Linked DNA regions of Ovis aries: region 2 is linked to region 1. A link is a contact called in public Hi-C data. All regions are on one chromosome and are shown on one strand. Each heading gives the region's core, a stretch centred on a gene start, on an enhancer-like site or on the middle of the called end of the contact. The rest is flanking DNA. Distances are from core to core; before and after follow the strand shown.

Region 1 (7,057 bases), core at 2,135-4,634:
AGTGATTGAATTGAACTGAGTCTCACTGGCCACTGTGGGCTGTGTTTCCAAGTTTTCTTATGCTCCCACACTGTTATTTGACTTACCCAAGTTCCTGGTAACCAAGTCTTTTCTCTGAGAACAAACATAACCTTATTTTTTTAGTTCAAATGAACTGTTCAAAACCCTCTTACTTTGGGCCTAGTGTTATGTTAGTCTCTCAGTTGTGTCCAACTCTTTGTGGGTAGCCATTCACTTCTCTAGGTGAATCTTCCCAACCCAGGGATCAAACCCAGTCTCTGGCACTGCAGGCAGAATCTTGACCGTCTGTGCTATCAGGGAAGCCCAACTACAAGTCAATAAGAGATCTCACCGAGACCTTAACTTCATGAGAATAAACACCAGTAGCTTAGCTTCTCTGATGATCCAGTGGCAAGAACTTCCCACTCCGCTCAGGGGCAGCAGCTAAAGGAACAGTCTCCTACTGGCTTGGCTGTAAGAGTCTCTAAACCAGACGGTCCCTTGTGCTGTACCATCTTTGTTGCTCCCTGAAAACACACATTTCTCATTAAGTCGATTTACCTCCTGCTAACTTCCTTCCCTTCTCTGAGATGCTGCAAAGATTGTCTAGGCAGTACTCTCCCTCTCTGGTAAGCAATGAACTCAGCTTCCTTCACCTGATCAGCAAGTTATTTTGGCAGCATTTCTGAGCTGGCAATGACAGCATTCTTTAGCAGGATGTGTCTTAAACTCTCATTTGGGAGATTCCAGATTATTAAAAATTAATTAAAAACAACATCTACACTTATATTTGCCACTGATTTTGTACAATATTACTGATTGGATCATGGTTGTTCTTTGTTCTTGTTTCTGCAGCCTCTTACTCCCATGAAAGACAGTGGTGACTAGTGGGCTGGGGTCTTGACCCTTCTGGAAAACAGCTCTAACGGGGTCCAGCACGTGTTTGTGTTTGTTAAGTTTTCAACATCCTGCTATGTTCCTCCTGCCAGTGCCCCAGGCCCACACAAATATCGGTGCTCCCGTCAAAGAACATGTTAGTTGCTTAGTTGTATCTGACTCTTTGTGACCCCATGGACTGCAGCCTGCCAGACGCCTCTGTCCATGGGATTCTACAGGCAAGAATATTGGAGTGGGTTTCCATGCCCTCCTCCAGGGGAATCTTCCCGACCTAGGGACCGAACCCAGGTCTCCTGCATCAAAGACGGATTCTTTACCATCTGAGCCACCAAGAAAGCCCAAATAACAGTTTGACCCCAACATGATCTGAACACACCTGCCTCAGATAGTTCCCTGGAGTCCAGCAACCTGGGGGCAGGCTTAGCAAAGGATTGGAGAGAAAAGAGGGAGAAGAGGTTTTCCTTATTTTGTTAGGATTCCTCTTATCAGCTCTGCTTTTCTTTGGCTGCCCTAGGGCTGACTCGGGAATGCCAGACGGGCAAATCACAGGGTGTCCTCAGGCCGCCTCCATCCAAAGGACACACACAGCTCTCTCCAAGTGACATCTGGTTCTGGTGATGAGCAAGGGCAGCCAAAGAGTAACCAAAAGGAGTCTGCATAAATTGAGTAAATGCCAAAGCCACCCCCTTTTCCTCCATCTATCTCCTCATCTCTAGAAGCTCAGGTCAGACCCTAGAGCAGCAGTCAAGGTGAGGAATTCTGCCTCCCAAGCAAGGAATGGAGCTGCATTTGGAACCTGGAGAAGAGGACATCTAGGGCTTCCCTGGAAAAGTCAATGGCACCTCACTCCGGTACTCTTGCCTGGAAAATCCCATGGACGGATGAGCCTGGTGGGCTGCAGTCCATGGGGTCGCTAAGAGTCCGACACGACTGAGCGACTTCACTTTCACTTTTCACTTTCATGCATTGGAGAAGGAAATGGCAACCCACTCCAGTGTTCTCGCCTGGAGAATCCCAGGGACGGGGGAGCCTGGTGGGCTGCCGTCTCTGGGGTCGCACAGAGTCGGACACGACTGAAGCAACTTAGCAGCAGCAGCAGCAGCAGCAGCCGCAGACTTCCCTGGTGGCTCAGATGGTGAGGAAACCGCCTGCAGTACAGGAGACCTGGGCTCAGTCCCTGGGTCGGGAAGATCCCCTGGAGAAGGGAATGGCTACCTACCCCAGTATTCTTGCCTGGAGAATTCTATGGACAGAAGAGTCTGGTGGGCTGCAGACCACACGACGGACCCACTAACTAACACTGAAGTAGTAGGATATCGGCGGGGGCGGGGGCGCAGGGAGGCTGCCTTCAACAGACGCCCCCTTGTGGCTGCAGAGACAAAGGGCCCAGAAGCCTGAGCTCCACTTCACAAAAATTTCCCACGGGTTACAGTTGTCCAGAAGCACGAAGTAGCGAGTCTCCTGACACTGAAAGTGGTCAAGCTCACTCCCAGGGTTACGTATCAGGCAGGGGCTGGGGAAGGTGTGTGCATCTTCTAGCTCTTAGGGGTCTATACTCAAAAGCTTGCTCTGACTCTCCGGTCTTCTGGAATCTTCGGTCTGTGCCATGCACTGTCACTTAAATAATCCTGTTTTGTCGCTTTGGTCTTGCGTGATGGCCTCCATCCCCACCCTGGGCTGTACCCGGAAGCGGGGCCACCATAAACGGGTCTCAAAGGGTTGTAGGTCTGCCTCCCCCGTCTACCCCGCCTGCCTTGTAATCCTTTGAACTTAGTACCCACAGCACAGGGCTAAGTCCTGCTAAGAGCTCGGTACAGCTTTGATCAAAGTAGTCTTTATACACTAGAATTAAGAAATAAGTAAATACCAAGTTGGAGAAACGGCTTAAAACGTCTAAGAAATCCAGGGCAACAGGATTCTGCAGAGGAAAAGGCCTGCCAGCTGGGGTGGAGAGACAGGTTGAAAAGAGGAACTCCACTGTGAAGAAAGAACGTACAAATCGTTCGCAGGGGAGGCATCCCGAGAGTCGCGGGCCTCGCAACGAGCGGGTTCTCCAGAGCGTCCCGGGGTTGGCGCGCAAGACTCGCGCGGCCCAGTAGGGCGGGAACCGGGCGGCTGCCGGTGGCTTCCCGGGGAGGCTCCTTCTCCGAGTTGGGAGCTACCGGTCGGCGGGCCTCTCCCCGGGATTTGTGACGTGCCGGGGCAGCGGTGGTGACGGGGCCACCACACAAAGCAGGGTCGTCGGGGCGGGGGTCTCCCAGGCCAAGAGCCCCAATGGGATGGGGAGGGGGTGGGGAGCGAGGCGCCCCCGGGCGCCGGGGCTCCGCGCGGTATTAGAGTGAGCGCCGAGTCTGCAGTGGCGGCGGCGGCGCGGGGGTGGCGCCGGTGCGGCCGCGAGCGCCTAGCGCGCGCCTGGCTGCTCTGGCCGCGTTGGCGGCCCGCGCGCCTGGCTCGCCGGGGCCGCGCCACGCCCCCGCGGGGGTGGAGCTGCGGCCGGGGGCGGGCCCGCTGCTGGCGGCGCCCGGGCCCAGGGCGGGGGTTGTGGCAGCAGCTGCAGCAGCGGCGGCGGCAACGGCGCCAGGAGCTGCTGCTGCAGAGGCGGAGGCTGCTCCTGGACGCGTCCGGGTCGCGCAGCCGGAGTCCCAGCCCGGAGGTGCCGGGCGGTGCGCTGGGTGCTGCGGCTGCTGCCCGCCTGCTGCTGCCCGGGCCCCCGCTGCCACCCGGGCCCCGGCCGCAGCTCGCGCCCCCGTCGACCCCGCCCGCGTGTGTGCCCCAGCCGGGACGCCGCCCCCGGCCCGGTCTCCACTTCTCGGCCGCACCTCCCATGACTGCGCCCGCTCGAAGATGGCTGCGAAGGGCGCGTACGGCTCCCACCTGAAGATGGAGAGCGAGCTGGAGCGCTGCCGCGCCGAGGGCCACTGGGACCGCATGCCCGAGCTGGTTCGGCAGATGCAGGCGCTAGTCATGCTGGGCGGCGGAGGCGGCCGGCGAGGCAGCCCGAGCGCCGGGTTCACCTCTCTGGACACCGGTGAGTAAGGGAAGGGGCCGGTTCACAAGCGCGGAGCGCGCGAAAGGCGCCGCCTCCTCCAGGAAGCGGGCCCCGACTGCCTGGGGCGGGAGGTGGCTGCTTTCGATATTACTCGTCCTGCTTTGCTGATGTTAGGAACAGCCAGGGTACTTAGGAAGGTTCTTCTGCCCCAGGAGAAAACTCACGTGCAGGGTGTTGTGGGGAAGAGAAATAAACGGGTTTTGCTGTCTGCCGTTTCCGATTTTGTGGGCTACTCCGACTACTGTGAAATGGTGGTACCAACACATATCAGCTCAGGGCGTGGGCTGGACCCCTGCGCTACCCCTTCAACCCCCATTCCGGTTCCTAAACTCTGTTAGGTGAAGACTGTCTCTCTTTGCCCTCCCCTTCTTCCCCTGTCAAATTGACAGTGAAGCTCTGCACAGCCAGTACGGTTGGGGGCTTCACGAGCGCCAAGGTGGAGTGGTGAAGTGGGAAAGAGGGCTGGTTAAGCCTTAGTTTCCTCTTCCATGTTCTGGTTCAGGACGCCTCTAGCCCTGCAGTCGGTGACTTTAGCAGTAGGGCTGGTTTGGCTGGGCTGGGCTCTTGTGCCGGGGCGGGAAAGAAGCCTGATGTGTCGGTGGGGAGCACCCCGCCCCAGTCTCCAACCTCGAATCCTGTTCCTCGTACCTTCAGCTCAGCCCAGCGAGCCCTGCCTGAGCCCTCTCTGTGCTCAGCCAACTTCAGAGCTTTTGTGGAAGGAGGCAGGAAGTAAATCAATACAGATATAAAGTTTTAAGGACTTCCCAGCCCGTGGAAGGCTCTGTAAGGAGACAGAATGATAATAATAATATCAGTAAATAAGTAACTTGCTCACTTACTGTGTGCCAGTGTCTAAGCCCTGTAATCAACTCGTTAATTTCTCCAACAACCCCATGAAGCAGGTACTCTTGTTTGCCTTTTTCAGACAAAGAAACTGAGGCACAGATTACTTAAGCAACTTATCATCCAGCCAGTAAGTGGTGGAACCAGGTTTTGAACCCAGGTTTCTTTTTTTTAATATAACTTATTTATCGGCTGGTCAGGGCTTTCGCTGCTGCCTGTGGGTTTTCTCTCGTGGAGAGCTGGGGCTGCTCTCTAGTTGCGATGCACCGGCTCATTGCAGTGGCTTCTCTGGTTGTGGAGGAGGCTCTGGGCACAAGAGCTTCAGTAGTTGCAGCTCCTGGACTCTAGACCACTGGCTCAGTAGCTGTGGTGCATCGGTTTTGTTGCTCCACGGCATGTGGAATCTTCCCGGATCGGGCATGGAACCCGTGTCCCCTGCATTGGCAGACGGATTCTTATCCACTGTGCTGCCAGGGAAGTTCCTGAACCCAGATTTCTGAGTACTCCTTTTAACTACTTGCACCATTACCTCTCAAGGATGTATTATACAAAAACCGAGCTTGAAGACCTGACAAAAATGGATGGGACGCAGAGGGGTGATCAGAGGGCAGTTGTGTGTTAGACTATGGAGCTCAGAGAAAGGGGAGGTTTCAGGAAAGAGCAGAACTGGTGCTGGCCTCTAACTGGTGTTGGGAAAGGCAGAGTATTGTTTCCTGGTGAGGAGGAAGGATAGATGGACACCGAGGGAGCTAGATGGCAGGGATGGACAGTTGGTCTGAGACTCTCAAGTAGGTCTGAATGTGGCAGTGAGTTGCATTGGCCAGACCTAAAGATGCATGTGGAAGAAACTGATGGGCATCTGTCTTCCAGGTAAGGATTGATAAATTTCAGGTTCCCTCTGTCCCCTGTGTAGGGTGATGTGGTAGGGTGGGGCTGGTGAGGGTGGAAGGGAAACTGAGCCATGCCAGGGCACTGGGGCCTGGACAGTACATGGGAATCTGAATGTGGTTGACAGCATCACAGAGAAACATGCTGGGCCCACGAAACGAACCGGGGCCTCCTGGAGGCTCCACAGGGCTGTGCTTCCTAAGCCGTTCTTCAGACATCTCAAGGAGGTTGATTAATTAAGTCACTGGTATTGCAGGACAAAAGAGTTTGGGGAATCCCAAAAGCTAAGACATTAGGCTTAATAGATTCAATATGGTTAAACTGATGTTTTAAAACTGTAGGACTTCTCAGAGCCTTTCATGTGCTCACCTGCCAGTGATATTCAAGCCCAGATTAGAGTATAAACACATTTCTCAAACTTACTTTGACCATATGCTATGAAGCTCTATTGGGAAGCACTGGCATGGCATAGTTATAAATGGTATGTGTAGTTATAAAGTGCTTCTATTTGAACAAACTTTTTTTGGTAAACAGCCCAGTGGGAAGGCAGGAATGATTGTCCCCACTTTAGACACCAAGGCCCAGAAAGGTCACATAATGAGTAGTATGTGGCAGAGAATGTGTACCCAAACATGAGTCTCACCACCAAGTCTACTAGGGACAGTGTGAAGCCTGGCCAGCCCAAAGAGGGAGGCTGGGGGCAGTGGGGTCTTTACTGCCAATTTTGAGGTTTGGTTCTATGAGTGATCTTCTCCCACTGTTAAATCTAGATACACTTATTCCAGAATGCACATACACAGACACACACAAGGAAGGAAAACAAGTGACTTCCAAAGCCCATGTGTAGGGCATTTTTGGATTGTCTGCTGTTTTGGTTGTTTCTCCACTGAGTTCCTTGATCACTGGAAGGACTAGCAGCCTGTTTTTTTGAGGAGGTGTTGGGACTGAGCCCGCCCCCATGCAACCCAAAAGGGAGATTCTTAAAAGTCCCACCTGGTCGATTAGATTGTTACAGACAAGGACCAGAAGCATCAACATAATGACATAATTTGGGAGACGGGAGGAAGCTGAACCCCGGCTGAACCCTGCTTTACAGACTGAGGCCCCACTGTATCTGTGGGGTTTCCTCCAGAACCAAAGAATAGCTCCCAGAGCCTGGGTTTCACTCCAGGCAGCAGGAAGGGAAGACCCAGCTGGAAGGGGGCCCTCTTTCTGGTCAGAGATGAAGGAGTGAAGGATCAGGAGATGCTCCCCCAAAAGGGGCCCTTATACCCCCCTTTCCTGTCCAGGGAGATTGCTCCCCACCACCTGCCCAGGGGGAAACGTGTTGTTACTGTTTGTACATTTTCTTTCAAACATATCCGGTTTAGATTTGGTCAG
Region 2 (7,057 bases), core at 1,295-3,794, 460 kb before region 1:
AGATTTAGCAAATGAAAACACAGGATCCCCAGTTACAATAAATTTGAATTTCAGATAAATGACAAAGAATTCTTTAATATAAACATGTCCCATGCAAATTTCAGAACCTATTTATACTAAAAATTATTCATCTAAAATTCAAATTTAACTGGACACCCTTAAATAGATTTATCTGGCAATCCTACTCCTAGTGCTTGACTCAGGGTCAACATCTAACACAATAACTGTGAGATAGTTCCCATGGTCACCATCATAAGGAAAGGCCATGGTTCAGATAAAGATTTGCAACGGGGAGTTCCCTGGTGGCCTAGAGGTTAGTATTTTGAGCTTTCATTGTTGTGGCCTGTGTTCAATCCCTGGTTGGGGAACTAAGATACTGCAAGCTGCCTGGCATGGCCAAAAACCACCTTTCAAGAAGGTAGAAGTTGAACACTTTCTTCTCTCCAGTGACAAACCATCTTGTAATGGAGATGGTGTGGTTATCATTTTCATAGCCCCTGTATAGGAGGTACTGGGCAAAGACAGTAGCTTAGTTTCACATCAATGCTACAGCGCAGCATAGCGCTTGGGCACTCAGTGGTGTCCGTGTCTGACTCTTGCAACCCCATGGACTGAAGCCTACCAGGCTCCTCTCTCCATGGGATTTTTCAGGCAAGAGTACTGGAGTGGGTTGCCATTTCCTCCTCCAGGGGATCTTCCTGACCCAGGAATCGAACCCACGTCTCCTGTGTCTCCTACATATAGGCAGGTTCTCTGCCTGCTGAGTCACTGGGAAAGCCACAAGGCAGGGGAGTGGGCAAATCCTTATCCCTCCACAAATGAGCACACGGAACCCCAGAGATGTGAAATAACTTTCCCTTGGACATCCAGCTAGACACCAGTAGCAAAGCTAGAATTCAAATGCAGCCCTTTCTCTCTCCATACGCAACCCTGCCTCCAACTACCAACAATGTTTTTCATCATCTCCATAAAACTGAAGACAACAAATATTCCCCAGCACCCAATCTCTTTACTGTTCCCACTCAATGTGTTCGAGGAATAATCGAGGCTGTATCAGTTTGCTAAGACTGCCATAGCAAAGCACCTTAGACTGGGTGGCTTAAATGACAGTGGTTTATCTTCTCACAGTTCTGGAAGCTAGATGTCCAAGGTCAAGGTGTCAGCACAGTTGGTTTCAGCTAAAGGTTGTGAGGGAAGGATCTGTCCCAGGCTTTTGATGGCTAATTTTCTGTATCACCTTGACTAGGCCCTGCGAAGAAGGCAATGGCACCCCACTCCAGTACTCTTGCCTGGAAAATCCCATGGTGGGCTGCAGTCCATGAGGTTGCTAAGAGTCGGACACGACTGAGCGACTTCACTTTCAATTTTCACTTTCCACTTTCATGCATTGGAGAAGGAAATGGCAACCCACTCCAGTGTTCTGGCCTGCAGAATCCCAGGGACGGGGGAGCCTGGTGGGCTGCCGTCTATGGGGTCGCACAGAGTTGGACACAACTGAAGTGACTTAGCAGCAGCAGTAGCAGCAGGCCCTGGGATGCCCAATATCTGGTTAGACATTATTTCTGAGTATGTCTGTGAGGATGCTTCTGGAAGAGATCAGTATTTGAATTGGTAGACTGGATAGATTAAGTAGCCTGTTTCAGTGTGGATGGGCATCATCTCATCCTTTGAAGGCCTGAATGGAGAAAAAAGGCAAAGGAAAGCTGAACTGATTCTCTCTGCCTGAGATATCAGTCTTGGACCAGGACTTATATCAGCAGCACTCCTGGTTACTAGGCCTTCAGACTCAGGCTGGAAGTTATACAACAGCTTTCAGGAGTCTCCCACTTTCTGACAGCAGATCGTGCCACTTCTCAGCTTCCATAATCACCTGCTCCCCTTCTTAATAAGTTCTATTTGAACGTATAAGGTGGGGCTCCTGTTGGTTCTCTAGAGAGCTCTAATATGAGACCTCTCTCTTTGGTCTTTAGACGACCATCTTCTCCCTCATCTTCACACCATCTCCTCAGGTGCACATCTGTGTTTACGTTTCCTCAGTCATACTGGATAAGACATCAGTCATACTGGATAAGGACCCACCCTAATGACCTCATTTTAACATAATCACCTCTGTAAAGGCCCTTATCTCTTCATGAAGTCACATTCTAAGGTACTGGGGGCTAGGACTTCAACATATGAGTGTGGGGGGCGGGCGTGAGAGGACAAAATCAGGCCCATAACAAGGTTTGTGGAGCTAATTATGACTCCTCTCAATACAGCCTGCATTTAAAAGAGGAACTTCAAGAGAAGAGACTTCAAATGATGGAATTCTGGATTTCAAGTGGGGGAATTCTAGTTTTTAAAGTGGTCCCTAGGGGTGCTGAAGGCCCACCCTGTAGTTCTTCATAAAAGGCACCTCAAAGTTATCTCTGCCACAGGGGCCCTAGCAACTGGTGGAATGTGGGTTATTATGAGGACAGGCGATTGTGATGGCGGCTGGGCTGTGGAATCTTGTGAGGCCAAATGTTAATGCCTCAAAAAATGTCCTTTGGCCCCAACTGGCAGTGCTGTGGTTTTCTGGATGGCAGCGGAGGATAGGGAAATGATGGAAGGACGAGGGGCAGGAGAAAGTTGCCCAACCTTCCCTAAGATGGCGCCTGATGACCCCATGTCTGAAGGAAAGCCAAGGACGGCGTTGGTAAGGAGGATGCCTCTTCCCACTGCCCCAGCCCATCCCAGTGAGGGGAGGAAGAGCACAATGGGGACACCACAGGCTAGGGGCTGAGAGCTAGAAGATTCCAGAGAGCTGCTAAGAGGGGGTGACATGCACCCTGTCCCCACACTGGCACCTGGCTGCATCCAGGGACCAGGCAGCCTTCACAACATCGTGAAGTCACGTGAAGTTGGCTTTGATCTCCCCCACCTACCTCTTCACTTCCCAGGTGGCTCATCTGGTAAAGAATCCGGCCCCAATGCGGGAGACCTGGGTTCGATCCCTGGGTTGGGAAGATCCCCTGGAGAAGGGAAAGGCTACCCACTCCAGTATTCTGGCCTGGAGAATTCCATGGACTCTATAGTCCATGGGGTCCCAAAGAGTCAGACTCGACTTTCACACACACACACATCTACCTCTCCATGGGTGGGGGGCGAGAGTGGCTTTCTTCCTCCTACAGATGGGGATCGGGGTCCTCGTATACAGAGGTACTCAATGCAAAGCCTAGGTTTCTTCCTCCCTCTGTACCCTCTAGACGACTGGGTATCTAACTGATCTCAAACTAGTTGCGGGGATGGGGTGAGCCACCTGCAAGCAGCGATTTGAAGATCACCAGGAAGACAGACTTCTACTCAATTCCCCCACCACACCCAATTGCAAATTTAGGGCGCCATTCCTCTGTCAGTTTGCCCTCTCCTTCTCAACTCGCAAGGTCCTGATAACTCTGTGTAAGTTTCTCCTAAGAATTCAGTCTAGATGCTTACAGTTAACAACGCACTTTCAAGCATCCCCAGGGCACTGGGCCTGGGGCTGCGGGTGCACAGTAGGTTGGGAGGCGGGGTCGCCCCATACTGACTCCTCCCATCCCCTTATTTCCTTCTCCCCAGCCCCAGGAAGCAGACACCCTGAAGCCAGACTCCTCCTACGACTACCTGGAGGAGACGGAAACTTGTGAGGACAGAGGCTGCCCGGGGCCACCGAAGTCACTGTCCTCCAAGGCCGGCCCCGCTGCCACTAAAGGACAGGCGGGGGATGGACCCGACCCCGCAGAGCTGCCCTCGGTGCCAGCCACGGCGGCGCCGGGGAGCCCAGCGAGCGAGCGCAGCGCCGAGATGGAGCTGGAGAAGGTGCGCATGGAGTTTGAGCTCACGCGGCTCAAGTACCTGCACGAGGAGAACGAGCGCCAGCGGCAGCACGAGCAGGTGATGGAGCAGCTGCAGCAGCAGGCGACGCCCCGCCTGGTAGGTGACAGGCCCCACCCGGAGGCCAAGCGTGCGGGACGCTGGCGGCGAGGGGGGCCGCCGCTGACCTGCACAGGAAGCCTACTGTACCCATTTGGTGGCTGCGTCCCACCCTACCTCCGCTCACAGCTTTAGAGCTTCCACGTTCATTAAACTCAGACCCAACTCTTCAAGGAAGGTTGGCCCCAGAACTACCTTGTCCACGGTTTTCCTCCTCAGGGAAAACTCAACATTTCTTCTCCGGCTGGATTCCCACCTCTCTCCTCTCTTCTCGGCATCTCTTAAACAGGATGCCTGGGCCTAGACTGCAGACACCCCCACCACCCCCCACCCTCCACGCCCCCCACCAGGTCCCCTCCAACGCTCCCCCACCCGCAGCCCTGACCCCCGCCACTGCAGCCCGGCTGGTGGACTTTGATAAAACCATCCCCCGCCCCACCACATACAGACACACACGTCCCCTGATCAGGGCTGCATTTTTTCTATTGGGTCACACTGCCTTGCTGTCAATTAAAACTTAGATATCTTTTGGCAAGAAATGGGCCCCTCTCCCCTAACCTAAACGGGGATAAGAAAGCCTGTGTGTGATTAAATGGGATGTGGCTAACACTGTGGCTGGACCATCATAAGCACTAAATAATGAAAGATGTTATTGTTTAAAGCAGCACTGTCTGAGCTTTAAAATCAGACAGTTCTAGGTTAAAATCCTGGCTCTGAAACATGAATTGCATGACACTGGGCAAATTACTGATCCTCTTTGAACCTTGGTCTGCTCATCTATAATAAGGCAATACCTACTTCATAGGGTTGTGGGGAGGATTAAATGAAAGAATACATGTGAGGCACCCTGAAATAAGCCTGGCACATTGAGTTCATTTTTATGTACTCATGCAATTCACTTCTTGACCCAAATGCAACAACCTACGTTCATCACTTTTTAATTTTATTGGGATGTAATGTATTAGCTATGCTTCCCAGTTCTGAGTTCTGAATCATCCTCAGTTCTGAGAAACGTGCCTTCTGGCTTTATCCAAGTCACTGCTATAATTGTTGAGGAGGATATGACCTAAGTCATACCACTAAATACCACTAAAAGAGCTCCCTACAGGTTAGCAATGTTCCATTAATCAGCACCCTTGAGTTACATTTTCTCCAGCTCACATTTCTCTACCTTGTCCAGAAAACTGTACTGATACACACAGTCAAATGGTTTCCCAGAATTAAGATATTACATGATAGCATTTCCCCAACTGACTGGTCCATGTTCTTTTTAAAGAAAATTAAGTTGGCTTTGCATGATTTGCTCTCAATGAACACACACTGGCTTCTTAACAATTATCTTTTGTTTTTCTTGCTCATGAAATTACTTGCTTTTTAGTTTGAAAATCTTTCTCCTTGCTGGAGGAGATGGAGATCTTTATAATCCTATCTGCTCTCTGTCTTCCACTTAAAAAAAGAGACCATTGGAAGTGTTTTGAAAAGTCTGAAAGGTTCCACAAATGCACAGTTTGTTATCAAAATCACTAATGTCAGTCATTAGCGTGCAGACCACCAACAGTGGCAGAGTCCATGGACACAGAGCCGCACTGGGTCTGCAGAGAAACACAGTATCTGTCCAGCCCTCCACTCCTAGCCCAGAATACCGGGTTTCTTCCTCTGGTCTTCTGCCTTCCTTGCCATTCCTTATAGAAGCAGCTTTACTGGAGTTATTTTCTGCCCTGCTCAGTTTTATTTAGTTGCCTTCACATTTTATGGAGTTGTTTCAACAGGATTGTGTCCAAAACCCCACCTTTAACAATATTTTACAAAAGCGTTTTACTTCCTGTGCATTTCCTTGGAGAGTTGAATTTATTTTTAAATTCCCAACTCTCTTTTTCTGGGTGGGTAGGTGAGTAGGTAGACAGTTGTTATTGTATTGGAAAATACCTCTGAATATGTTTCTAGTGAATTAGAGCATCACCAACCCTGCTTACAAAAAATGTGGCATGCATTGAAAAGATATTTTAAAGAATGAGCCATAGATGCAGTGCCTTCTTAACTACAGATCGTAACAGTTACATCAGCTTTTACTCCACTTCTGTGCTAATGCCTTCTACAGTTTAAATGGGGATCTGTTTACCTTAATCATACAGATCCTGGAAAAGAGCAACACACAGGCAGAATCAGCCAGACAGCTCAAACTGACCCTCCCCCACACCCAAGACCCTGAGGGTTTAGGGAGGCCCCATCCCCTGTCTACTGCCTGTCCACAGGAGAGACACACCCTGGGCTGAAGGACCACAGCCTGTCCCGATGTGACACGCGCCAGCACCCAGAAAATCAGATACAGTCATTTGTGCCCAAGGGATGCTCTCTCATTGGGCCACCATCCAGCAAAAAGGGTGGGGCGTCAGGGGAGACCATCCAGGGAGCTAGCCCAAGACCCAGTGTCCAGATCTGGGGATCTCTGAGTAGGAGAGAGACTGGCCACGCTGTGGGACCCACAGGCTGCATGGAGGTACAGAGCAAGAAGGGCGGCGGCCTGACTCGGGAGGGCTAAGGCCAGGCTCAAGAAGTGAAAGCTGATGAGTCCCCTCTGTGCCAATAGCCTTGCCTGGAGTTTTTCACTCTTGTCTCACTCTTCCTCCTCACCACCTTGTGAGGTGGGCACAATTACCCTCACCTTGGGTGAGGAAGACAGCCTGCCTAAGGTCACATTCGGGAAGGGACAAGAGCAGGAAGGAAGCCCAGGTCTGCCTGGTGCCCAGGCCCCGGCTGGTTGTTTCCACTCTCTTCTTTCCCCACAGTTCTCGGGAGGCCTCCAGGACCTCCTGCTTCCCCAGAACCAGTTCGCCATGTTCCTGTACTGCTTCATCTTCATACACATAATCTATGTCACCAAGGAGATGATCTTCTTTCTCTTCTCCAAGCACTACCTGTTCTGCATTGCGGCCATTTTGCTCTGTTTGATTAAAACTTTATGGTCATACTTCCAAGTGCCTTCGCTCTCTCTCCATCACTGGGCACCTCCTTGCCTCACCAGTGCCCCCCTCCCCCAGTCAGAACTTGCTGGTAGGAAAGGTTTGCTGTCAAACATTTACACCTTAGCGTGAAGAAACGTGTTTAGGCCTTGTACTAAGCCTGA

Evidence for each region. A called contact is a pair of places that touch in the nucleus more often than the background predicts.
Region 2: a Hi-C map of skin fibroblasts shows a contact between it and region 1, with 3 times the contacts expected there. The contact joins the promoter of TMEM247 here to the promoter of TTC7A in region 1. A contact is called at or near these places in 2 of 16 Hi-C or Micro-C datasets (skin fibroblasts and tail adipose tissue).

The regions. Positions count from the first base shown.
Region 1 is chr3:77,390,611-77,397,667 of ARS-UI_Ramb_v3.0, reverse strand. It overlaps TTC7A (tetratricopeptide repeat domain 7A), which reads left to right and starts at 3,384. Exons shown (of 19, transcript XM_042246211.2): 1 at 3,384-3,925. The coding sequence starts at 3,742. LOC132659408 (a long non-coding RNA gene) reads right to left here and starts at 3,320. Exons shown (of 3, transcript XR_009599838.1): 1 at 2,894-3,320.
Region 2 is chr3:77,852,470-77,859,526 of ARS-UI_Ramb_v3.0, reverse strand. It overlaps TMEM247 (transmembrane protein 247), which reads left to right and starts at 2,544. Exons shown (of 3, transcript XM_015094402.4): 1 at 2,544-2,677; 2 at 3,580-3,933; 3 at 6,720-7,057. The coding sequence starts at 2,561. The coding sequence ends at 7,025. The region is part of intron 2 of ATP6V1E2 (ATPase H+ transporting V1 subunit E2); the gene reads right to left.